2 separate regions of the Mus musculus genome follow, and region 1 is linked to region 2. Evidence: chromatin contacts called from public Hi-C data. All regions are on one chromosome and are shown on one strand. The core of a region is the stretch at or near the end of the contact, and the rest is flanking DNA. Distances in the headings are between cores, read along the strand shown. Region 1 holds the start of Ergic2 (ERGIC and golgi 2). Region 2 holds the start of Strap (serine/threonine kinase receptor associated protein).

Evidence for each region. A called contact is a pair of places that touch in the nucleus more often than the background predicts.
Region 1: a contact with region 2 is called in a Hi-C map of CD8 T cells, with 7 times the contacts expected there. The contact joins the promoter of Ergic2 here to the promoter of Strap in region 2. A contact is called at or near these places in 2 of 484 Hi-C or Micro-C datasets (CD4 T cells and CD8 T cells) and 1 of 9 other capture datasets (adipose tissue).

What each region holds. Positions count from the first base shown.
Region 1 is chr6:148,210,151-148,214,972 of GRCm38.p6, reverse strand. Ergic2 (ERGIC and golgi 2) reads left to right here and starts at 2,599. Exons shown (of 14, transcript NM_026168.4): 1 at 2,599-3,003. It overlaps 4732416N19Rik (RIKEN cDNA 4732416N19 gene), which reads right to left and starts at 2,685. Exons shown (of 2, transcript NR_015615.1): 1 at 2,543-2,685.
Region 2 is chr6:137,733,044-137,737,208 of GRCm38.p6, reverse strand. Strap (serine/threonine kinase receptor associated protein) reads right to left here and starts at 2,127. Exons shown (of 10, transcript NM_011499.3): 1 at 1,743-2,127; 2 at 744-879. The coding sequence starts at 1,854.

The sequences.
Region 1 (4,822 bases), core at 1,350-3,849, about 10 Mb before region 2:
CAGCTCAGAGAAAACCATCCCCCTCAGGACAAACAGGCTCAGTATCTGACCCCTGGGAGCACATGTGTCATACCAGCTTGTACCAAGAGCATTTAGGGAACCCTGAGCTTGTCTAGTACTCAAAGTACTCGACCAGAAACTGTCCAGGCAGTAACCTGCATGGGCAAAGTCCCAGTGAGCTGCTGAGATCATTGTTTAAAGGAAATTTGATGAGTTTAAGGAAAATACAGAAAGATTTCAATATCTTATCAGAGAATCTCAAAAAGCTGAAAGGAACTAAACAATTCCCAAGATTAAAAATAAAGTTGGGAACTACTGAAATATCATGGACCTACATATTCATATAAATAAGAAAACTCAGATTTTCAAGCTCCAAGTAGGTACATGGAAAAAATGGCAGAAGCCCATAAATGACAATGTTGAAAACGTGTTCAGAGCAAAGTGTGGTGGCTCACACCTGTGGGGTCACATTTATGCTCCTTCATCTCAGGTCCTTCCACATGTTTGCTATATAGCAAGATATCCTTTCACCTGTGTCTGCTTCAGGAAAACATCCTTTCATCTATGTCTGCTTTAGCAAGACATCCTTTCACCTGAGTGCCCCAGCAAAACATCATTTGACATAACTAACTTTCCAAAGAAACTATAAGTTTCTACTTCACACACCTGTAATCCCTTGGGAAGCTGAGGCAGAAGATCTGCCCAAGTTCATGATCAGCCTGGGATATAGGTAAAGTCTGTCTGGGCAAATAAAAACTAGTTAATACAAAATATGAATAGAGAATTAGTAGTCACCTCTAGCTGAAGCCTGTGATAAAGAGGCTCTATGTACAGCTGAGAAGCTGGGCAACAGTTTCAGGACAAACAACACTGAGATTGGCAGCTAGGGAGAAGAAACAAACACAGAAGACTGTGATCCAATCAAATTTGAGGCTGGTGGTGATGTTCATATATAAAGAAGAATAGATTTGGGTTAGGAATAAGACATGCCGGGCGGTGGTGGCACACGCCTTTAATCCTAGCACTTGGGAGGCAGAGGCAGGCGGATTTCTGAGTTCGAGGCCAGCCTGGTCTACAGAGTGAGTTTCAGGACAGACAGGGGTACACAGAGAAACCCTGTCTCGAAAAAACAAAACAAACAACAAAAAAAGAATAAGACACAAAAGCCACTTGAGGTACATGTGAACCTTAGAGAGTAATATTAGTTTCTCTTTTGTTATTAACTAGCTAAAGCTTGTCCCCAATCTACGGAGAATTAAAAGGATGTCATAAAAATATAGTTTGAGCATTTTAACCCTACTCCTAAACCTCTCTTCAATAAATGAAACATAATGGGATGGAGTCTCTAAAAAGCAGACTGTTTCCCATATATTATGCCACCAATAATATGAAAATTAACCTATAAAGTCAGGCAGGTCTTCCTGGCAATGTAGTTCAGTGGTACAGCTTCACTTGTATCAGGCTCCAAATCTGATGCCAAGCACCAGACAAAACAACAAAACGAAGCAAAGAAAGAGAAGCATTAAAGAAAACCAGAGAAGCTAAATGATTGATTCATTGGTTAAGAAGTTTCACTCTTCGGGAAAAATTAACTTTTATGCTTGTTAGCTTTTAAAATTGTTTTTCTAAAAATAGCAGGGTCAAATTATTTAGTTTTGCTATGTTGTGAAACCCAACTCTCAGGGGGATCGTTATTACTCTAAAGGAAACGTGCCCTGGAGACAAAGGATCAGGTGTAACTAAATGAACAACAGTCCTGCCTTTATCCAAGCTACAGCCTATACACTGTAGACCTGGGTATGGAGACGACAGGGAGGAGCTGCCGATAGATTACAAGTGAGGTAAGTTTGCATTTTAGACATGTATCAACACATTATTATGCCCATTTGACAGATGAGGGGATAGAGATACAAAGAAATGCAATATGCTCAAAGTCACGATATTAACAAGTTAGATTGGATATTTAATTTAGGTAATCTTGGCTTGAGGCTGTGTTTATTATCCACGAACCTTAAGTCAAATAGGAATTTATGATTAATTGGAGTAGTCTTGAAAGTCTGGAGATTAAATTGCCACCAGAGTGCATGCATTTGTCCTTGGTTTGAAGGATGAGGGTCTCTTTTCAGTAAAGGAGTATACACACAGTCAATCTGTAGTCAAGATCTCCCAGCCTGTTTCTCTTTGACAGCTCTTAACTACTCTTTACCTCCCTCTTAAAACTCAAACCCTTACCTACTAACCAAGTAAATAGTGGTATTTCTTGGCAATAGTATTGTGAAGATTAGAGAAAACAGTGCTTTCTGTGTAGACATTCGTCATAAGTACGCTTTCCTTAAAACTGTTTTTAAACCACAACGCGTGCCTGTAAAATTTGGTAGCAAATGGGTAGGACGGGAGCTTGAGTGGGTTCCTCTCCAGCATTTCGGAGCCAACTTTTTTTCCAAAGCCCCTCTATTCCGTCCTGTGCTGTGAAGGGCCATGAGCACACACTGTCGGGCTTTCTTGCGTAGCTTACTTTTAGGGAATCCTTAAGCACACTGACCGAATAATCGAAACCGTTCTCCACGCCCGACAAGGGAGGTTTAGGTGTTGTAGACCGGAATAAATGAAGACGCAAAGCCGGAGGCCTCTCAACCACCTGAGCTGCAGTGTGGCCGGCGCCTTAAGGTGGCTGGTGATCACTTCCGGTCTGTAGTGCGGAGCGCCGTTCCAGTCGGTTTGTCTCGGGGTCAGGCGGAAGGTAACTTCCCCTTCCTGGAAAGGGACCGGCCTCCTATTTTCACTTAGTTTCCACGTAGCCACGCCCCTTTCAGGTTGACCGCGCCGCTTGATTAGATCACATACCGTCAACGCGGAAAGTATCGCGAGTTCTCCATTTGCGCTCCCTTCGGACATGGTCAGCCGTGAGAGTTGCTCTTGTTCTCGCGAGATCTTCGTGTGCGCCGGGCTCGGGCGACCCGGGCTTCTGTGAAACATGGCGGTCGGCTGGGACCGTACCACTAGGTAAGACGCTAAAACCCTGCCGGGGCCGTTTCCTTCGGCGGTTACGGGCGGACGGGGACCTGGGCGCGGCTGAGGGGGCTCCCAGGCCTGGCACTGGCCTGTACTCGTCGCGGCTCTGCGGAGCAGCTGGCCGCGGAGCCGCTCCGCTGCCCGGGGGCGTTCCTGCCGAGTGCCGCCGGCGTCCGCGCCCGCGGCCAGGGAGCTTCGGTGATCGGCCGCGCCCTTCGTTGTCTCGTCCAGGCTGTCGTGGACAGCAGCGACCCTGCCAGCACCGTGGTCACTCTCGCCGTAAATTAAAAGCCGGGCCTAGAGAGGGGCCGGGGCGGGCGCAGACGCCGAGGCAGGTGGTGTGTGTGTGTCCCGTTTGTCAGCTGTTGACCCATCCAGGGGATGACGGCTCAGCTCCTGATACGGGACCGCCGTGGGTATCGTAGACGAGATCTCGGAGATCTACGGGCAAACGTGTCATTAACTTTAGGCGTGCAATTCGGTGCCCTAGGCTATAGGCAAGTAACAGCTGTTTCGGTGTTTCGAGATAGGCTTTCGTTCGGAAGCAATTAAAGATAGTTAAATTAGGCATTCTTCATTGGTTTGAAGTTGTAATTCCGAATTTCACTTCTCCAACCTCCAGTGTACGTCCGTACCTAAAGAAACGAGTGTGCTGCTGCCTTGCGGAAGGTCTCTTTGCCTACCTTTCTTATTAGTTAACCTTAAGTTACTATTCCAGCTTGTAGAGGAAGATCCTGAGAAATAGAAATTCCATGCTTTTGTAGTGAGGGTCCTGGGAAGCAGCTTTCTTTCAGATAGTAAACTTGACTGCTTTGCTGAGTATTACACCTGATTTCACTTCGGAGGTACACATTAAAGAAACATGGCAAGTTAGAGGACTTCTGAAAGGAAGTCACTGTAGTCTAGAACATGAACAACAAAGATTTACAAAACAGCATTTATTTTCACCAGGGTTTGCCATTTAAATAATTCATTTTTAAACAGAAGTTGGTTTTAGACTGTGTGTGCTACAAATTCTTTTTAATAGTTTTCCTAGATTTTAATTTGGTGTTTTAATGACAGCTTGTCTTTTGACTTTTGTGCCCTAGTTTCCTCACCAATAAAATGAGAATCTTATAGTAATACTTACCTCAAAAAGCCAGAGAAGTGCTTCAGTAGAGACTGAAGAAGATTTGTTTTTTTCGAGACAGGGTTTCTCTGTATAGCCCTGGCTGTCCTGGAACGTACTTTGTAGACCAGGCTGGCCTCAAACTCAGAAATCCGCCTGCCTCTGCCTCCCAAGTGCTGGGATTGAAGACATGCGCCACCACTGCCCAACTAACACCCCACTTCTATTTTGATTAATAACTGGCAGCCCATATGTCCTACCCTTTTAGATAATAATCTGGAAGGAATTCTGAGAAGTTGAAGACCCTCAGATTTGTCATAACAGCTAGTAAGAAGTCCCCAGCAAGAGAGTTTGCTGATTGGTTTGTGTTTTTCCGGTCACAAAGCTTGTACAGTATATTACTTGCTGTCCCAGGAACTTTTTTTTTTTTAAATCATTAAGAAAGTTATAAGATTAGACCATTTACTGTAAACTGGGAGGCTTAAAATAGTGGAAGGGCCCTGTTTTCTCAGAAGGCCTGGGACATGGTGCTTCTTTGGTGTTCTGGCTTCTGAGCAACCCAGGACAACAGGTCACTCTACTCTCTCTGTATAGCATCTCCCTTGTATATTGGGTCTTCACACAGACTTGAAAGGACATCCATCAGTCTTTAATTTGGGATCGTCCTAATCCACTATGATTTCAACTAAGTACGTTTTCAAA
Region 2 (4,165 bases), core at 878-3,377:
CTGAAGACTCTGTATGTGTGTGTGTGTGTGTGTGTGTGTGTGTGTGTGTGTGTGTGTGTTCCAAAACTCAAGCCTGGCCAGTGTGATCCAGACCACCCTCCTGCCTGCTAAAGACAGTCTCTTGGCTGCCTTCTGATCATTTTGGCTCTTCCAGCACCAATTCTGCCTGCATGCTGCCATGCTTCCCACTATGATGATAATGACCTGAACTCTGAAACTGGAAGCCAGCCCCAGCTAAATCTCTAAGAGTTACCTTTACCTTGGTCATGTTGTACCTTCACAATAATAAAACCCAACTAAGAAAATGAGGATCTAATGAAAATTAAGAATCTTTCAGACAGCCATCTTTAAAACCATAGAAAACAGAAAGTAAATTTGAGGTCCGGTTTTAGATTATCTAGAGCCAGTAATAAAGCTGAGTGAAAAGGTGCCTGGAGACATCACTGTATAGCACTCACTAAGTGTTCAAGACTATCTGTGAAGGACATCAGCAGCACCCATTGTCCAAGCTGTATAGCTCACCACGTTCCTGGTCTCGATGAGAGAGACATCAGTCCTTGAAACATCTCAAGTCACAAGGATGCTCAGAGAGCCAGGACAGAATCGTGGTGAGATCAAACACCATGTACTGTCTATAGCATCCTCGGAGTCAGAACCTCATGTCTAACTGTGAAGTTGGAGAATCTGGCCATGTCACCACAAAATTCAAACAGAATGAAGTTAGCCATTTTTGTTACACTTACGCTGTGAAGTCTGCAGCTGCTGTCGCAGCTTTGGTGGCATCCTTATTCAATGTTGCACCCCAAACAGCACCTTTATGACCCAAAAATGTTCCAATCCAGTCTCCTGTATCTCCCTGGCGGAGCATGGGCTTGCCATCTAGAAAATATTTTCAGACATCTGTGATTTAGAAGCATGCAACGTAATACCAAATCCTGAGCAGCAAACTACTGGAAAACCGTTGTTCTGACTGCTCCCCCCTACTCCCATTAAGCCGTGGGGGCGTGGGGGAGGGTGTCCCCATCCTGGTCTGTGCATATGGTCTCAGTGACCTAGGGACTAAGGAGTTGTAGCCACTCTTCCTGGGAAGCATAAGCAATTTTGGGACCGAATGAGAGGCCTCCCTCATCACCTTTGCAAACTCGGATTACAAAGCAACTATAAAGACCTGGGAAACGCTCTTCCACAAGACCTGATTCCGATTCCCAGCGCCCACACGGAGGCTGACAACAGCCTCTAACTCCGGCTCTGGACAATCTGATGCCTTCCTCTTGGGGCACCCCTTCACACAGGTACAAGCATGCATAGAGACAACACAGGCACACATAAATAAAAACTTCTGAAAAACCGTGGGCTGGATGCCAGTGACATGCGGTGTCAAAACGATCTAGATAGCCGCTTTTTACTTTGGACCACATAAACCTAACGTACACTTTCGTCGGGGAAAAAAAAAAATGAGGCTCACACCACAAAGGATGAAACAATGAGTGAGAGGACATAAAGGGCACTCCTCTCGGCCTGGCCTAATTTCTTCTTCCCGTAAATCCTTGGCAAACACAATGTAGTTGTGTGGGTAGAAAGGCGAGGTGTTGGGGAGCACTAACAACGGTGGGGAGGAGGGACGCATAAAGCCCGGCCAGGGGCGACCCTCTAGTCCCAGCAGCGCGATGGCTGTCGCTGGCAGCCACGACCCACCCACCCGTCGGCACTCGGGAGCCGCGGCCGTCGCGGGCTCAGCTCACCTTTGCAAGCGCTGATCAGAAAGTAGCCGTAAGGCGTGATGCCGCTGAAGGCCAAATCCACCACGGGCCGCGTGTGGCCCGAGCAAGTGAGCGGCGTCTGCCTCATGGCCATGGCGGCGGCGAGCGCGGTGACGCGGAGCGGGGACCGAGGGTCGCGGTCGTCCTCCTTCTCTGCCGCGGCGCCTCAGGCTGCTTGAGGCCCCCGCACTCACGCCGAAGGAGGCCGGCTCCAGAGTCCCCGCGACTCGCGGCCGCCAAGGGAGGGACAGGGAGGGAGGGAGGAGGGGAGGGGAGCGCCGGAGAGCCGGCCTGCCGCCACTCACGGTCCCTACCGGTAGCGGCAGGACGTGACGTCGCCCGACGCGTCGCGTCAGCCGGAAGTGACGACTGGCGGGAAGGCGGTAGTTCCCAGCAGCAGCGCGAGAAGCAGTGTGCGCAGGCGCGAGCTCGGAGACCGAACCCATGCTGCTCTGACGACGTCAAGCGCGCGGCGTCCCGTTGCTACCCAGTGTTGGGAGCCGCCGAGTCCGTCCCTTGTAGGATGCTGTTGTAGAGTTGTAACCTTCTCATTGCTAAGCTACAGACACACTTTTCCATAATCATCTCACATCTAACTGCCTACCCAGTAGCAACCATTCTGTCGCTCTCCTTCCCACCCCCCTCCCGGCATACACCGTCACAACTCACAAACAGTAATGACTTCCCTAATAGAGTGGTTATGCTAACAACATTTATATCCTGGTGACAGATAAGTGACTGGCGTTTAGTGGATGGCCAGCAAATGCTTATTTGCAAGTGGGAAATATTCACTTAGTGCTCAGCAAGGATCCGTGACAACCTAACTGATAAGGGCTCTTTCAGTGGCTCTAGCAACTATCACTGCGGCTGGGGAGGGAGAGACCCCAGTCTACTGGGCTAAAGTTCTTGCCATGTAAGCATGAAGTGTGATACCCAGTACCGACAAAAAAAAAAAAAAAGCTATACATGGTGTGATACATGCTTGGAATGCAGCACTGAAAAGATACCAATCCCTGCCAGCCAGCATAGCAATCAGTGAGTTCCAAGTATGAGTGAAAAACATCTCAAAAACAAAAGAGTGTAGATGCATCTGGACCAGTGAGCCATTCTTCACTGAGAGGCTCCTGAGAGGAGGGACCGAACGGATCAGAAATAAAGAAGACAGGAAAGTTGGGGTCAGGAGGTTTTCCCTAAAACTATGTCTTATGCTAAGCTAATTTATTAAGATGTACAGCATCTTATATACTGTTTGTATGGGGAAAATGGAACAGAAAAACCTATCATACAGTGGGACGAAGTCATCAGAAAGCTAACCAAGCAGTGTTGCACAAAAGGAACACAGAATACTTCATGTGTGCCACAGACCAAGCACACACTGGCCTGGGACTGACTACTCCAGTCTCTTTAGGAGGAAAAGTCACGTTCTCACAGACTGAAATCTTAACTCTGGGGGGCCTGGTTCCAGACTTTGCTATGTCTGACCCTGGTCAAAGGCATAGAGTTGGTATCCCCTTTCCCCTTTCTGAAAGCCTCTTGTATCAGCCTGGAACCTAACAGTGAATGGCTCCTGGGGCTCCTAAGACTGACTTCTGCCTACCACACATGCACACACTACTTTTAAAGTGCATATCAAGCATATGTTGGCATTATAATAGACACTGTAGAAGTGACACAAATCCTCTCTACATGAAGAGATCTATGGGTGGCAAAAATGCTCTGTAGATCACTGTGAAAGAAATTCCACAAATAGGCTATCTGAAAATAAATGAAGGTGGATGCCTACTTCATGATAGATAAACTATTCACACACCATGATTATTAATTTGGGATCTTATTATGCTCATTGTTAATCATACCTTTGGGATTTGGTCATCTGTTAGGGCTTCTTTAAAGCCCTATTTTATTCTGCTTTTATTTTTTTTTCTTGATATATAGTCATTGTTCACGGTTACGGAATAGAGTAGTATTTTGATGATTGCAGATCAAATCAAGGTGCTAAGCATAGCCATTACCTCTAAGGCTGTGACTCTAGTGTCTCCTGGGGGGTTTGTTGTAACGGAAGGTTCTGTCTGCAGGTGAGAGTACAGGGAAGCAGGAGAAATGAAAAGGCCTAATAAGTCTTTGAAATAGAGCAGGGAAATGTAAGCTCTCTCTCTCTCTCTCTCTCTCTCTCTCTCTCTCTCTCACACACACACACACACACACACACACACACACACATCTTATATGGCAGTATAAGCTCCTCCACACGTTTTTACTGTGATTGCTAAAGTTAAAAAAAAAAGATGAAGCCTGTGTGTGCATGCTCACAGCATGGCACGGTACTTCCTACTCGTGGATAGCAGAAATGCCTCTTTGTGACCTGTGACATTGAGCTTATGTCAAACCACAGGAATATCTTCCCC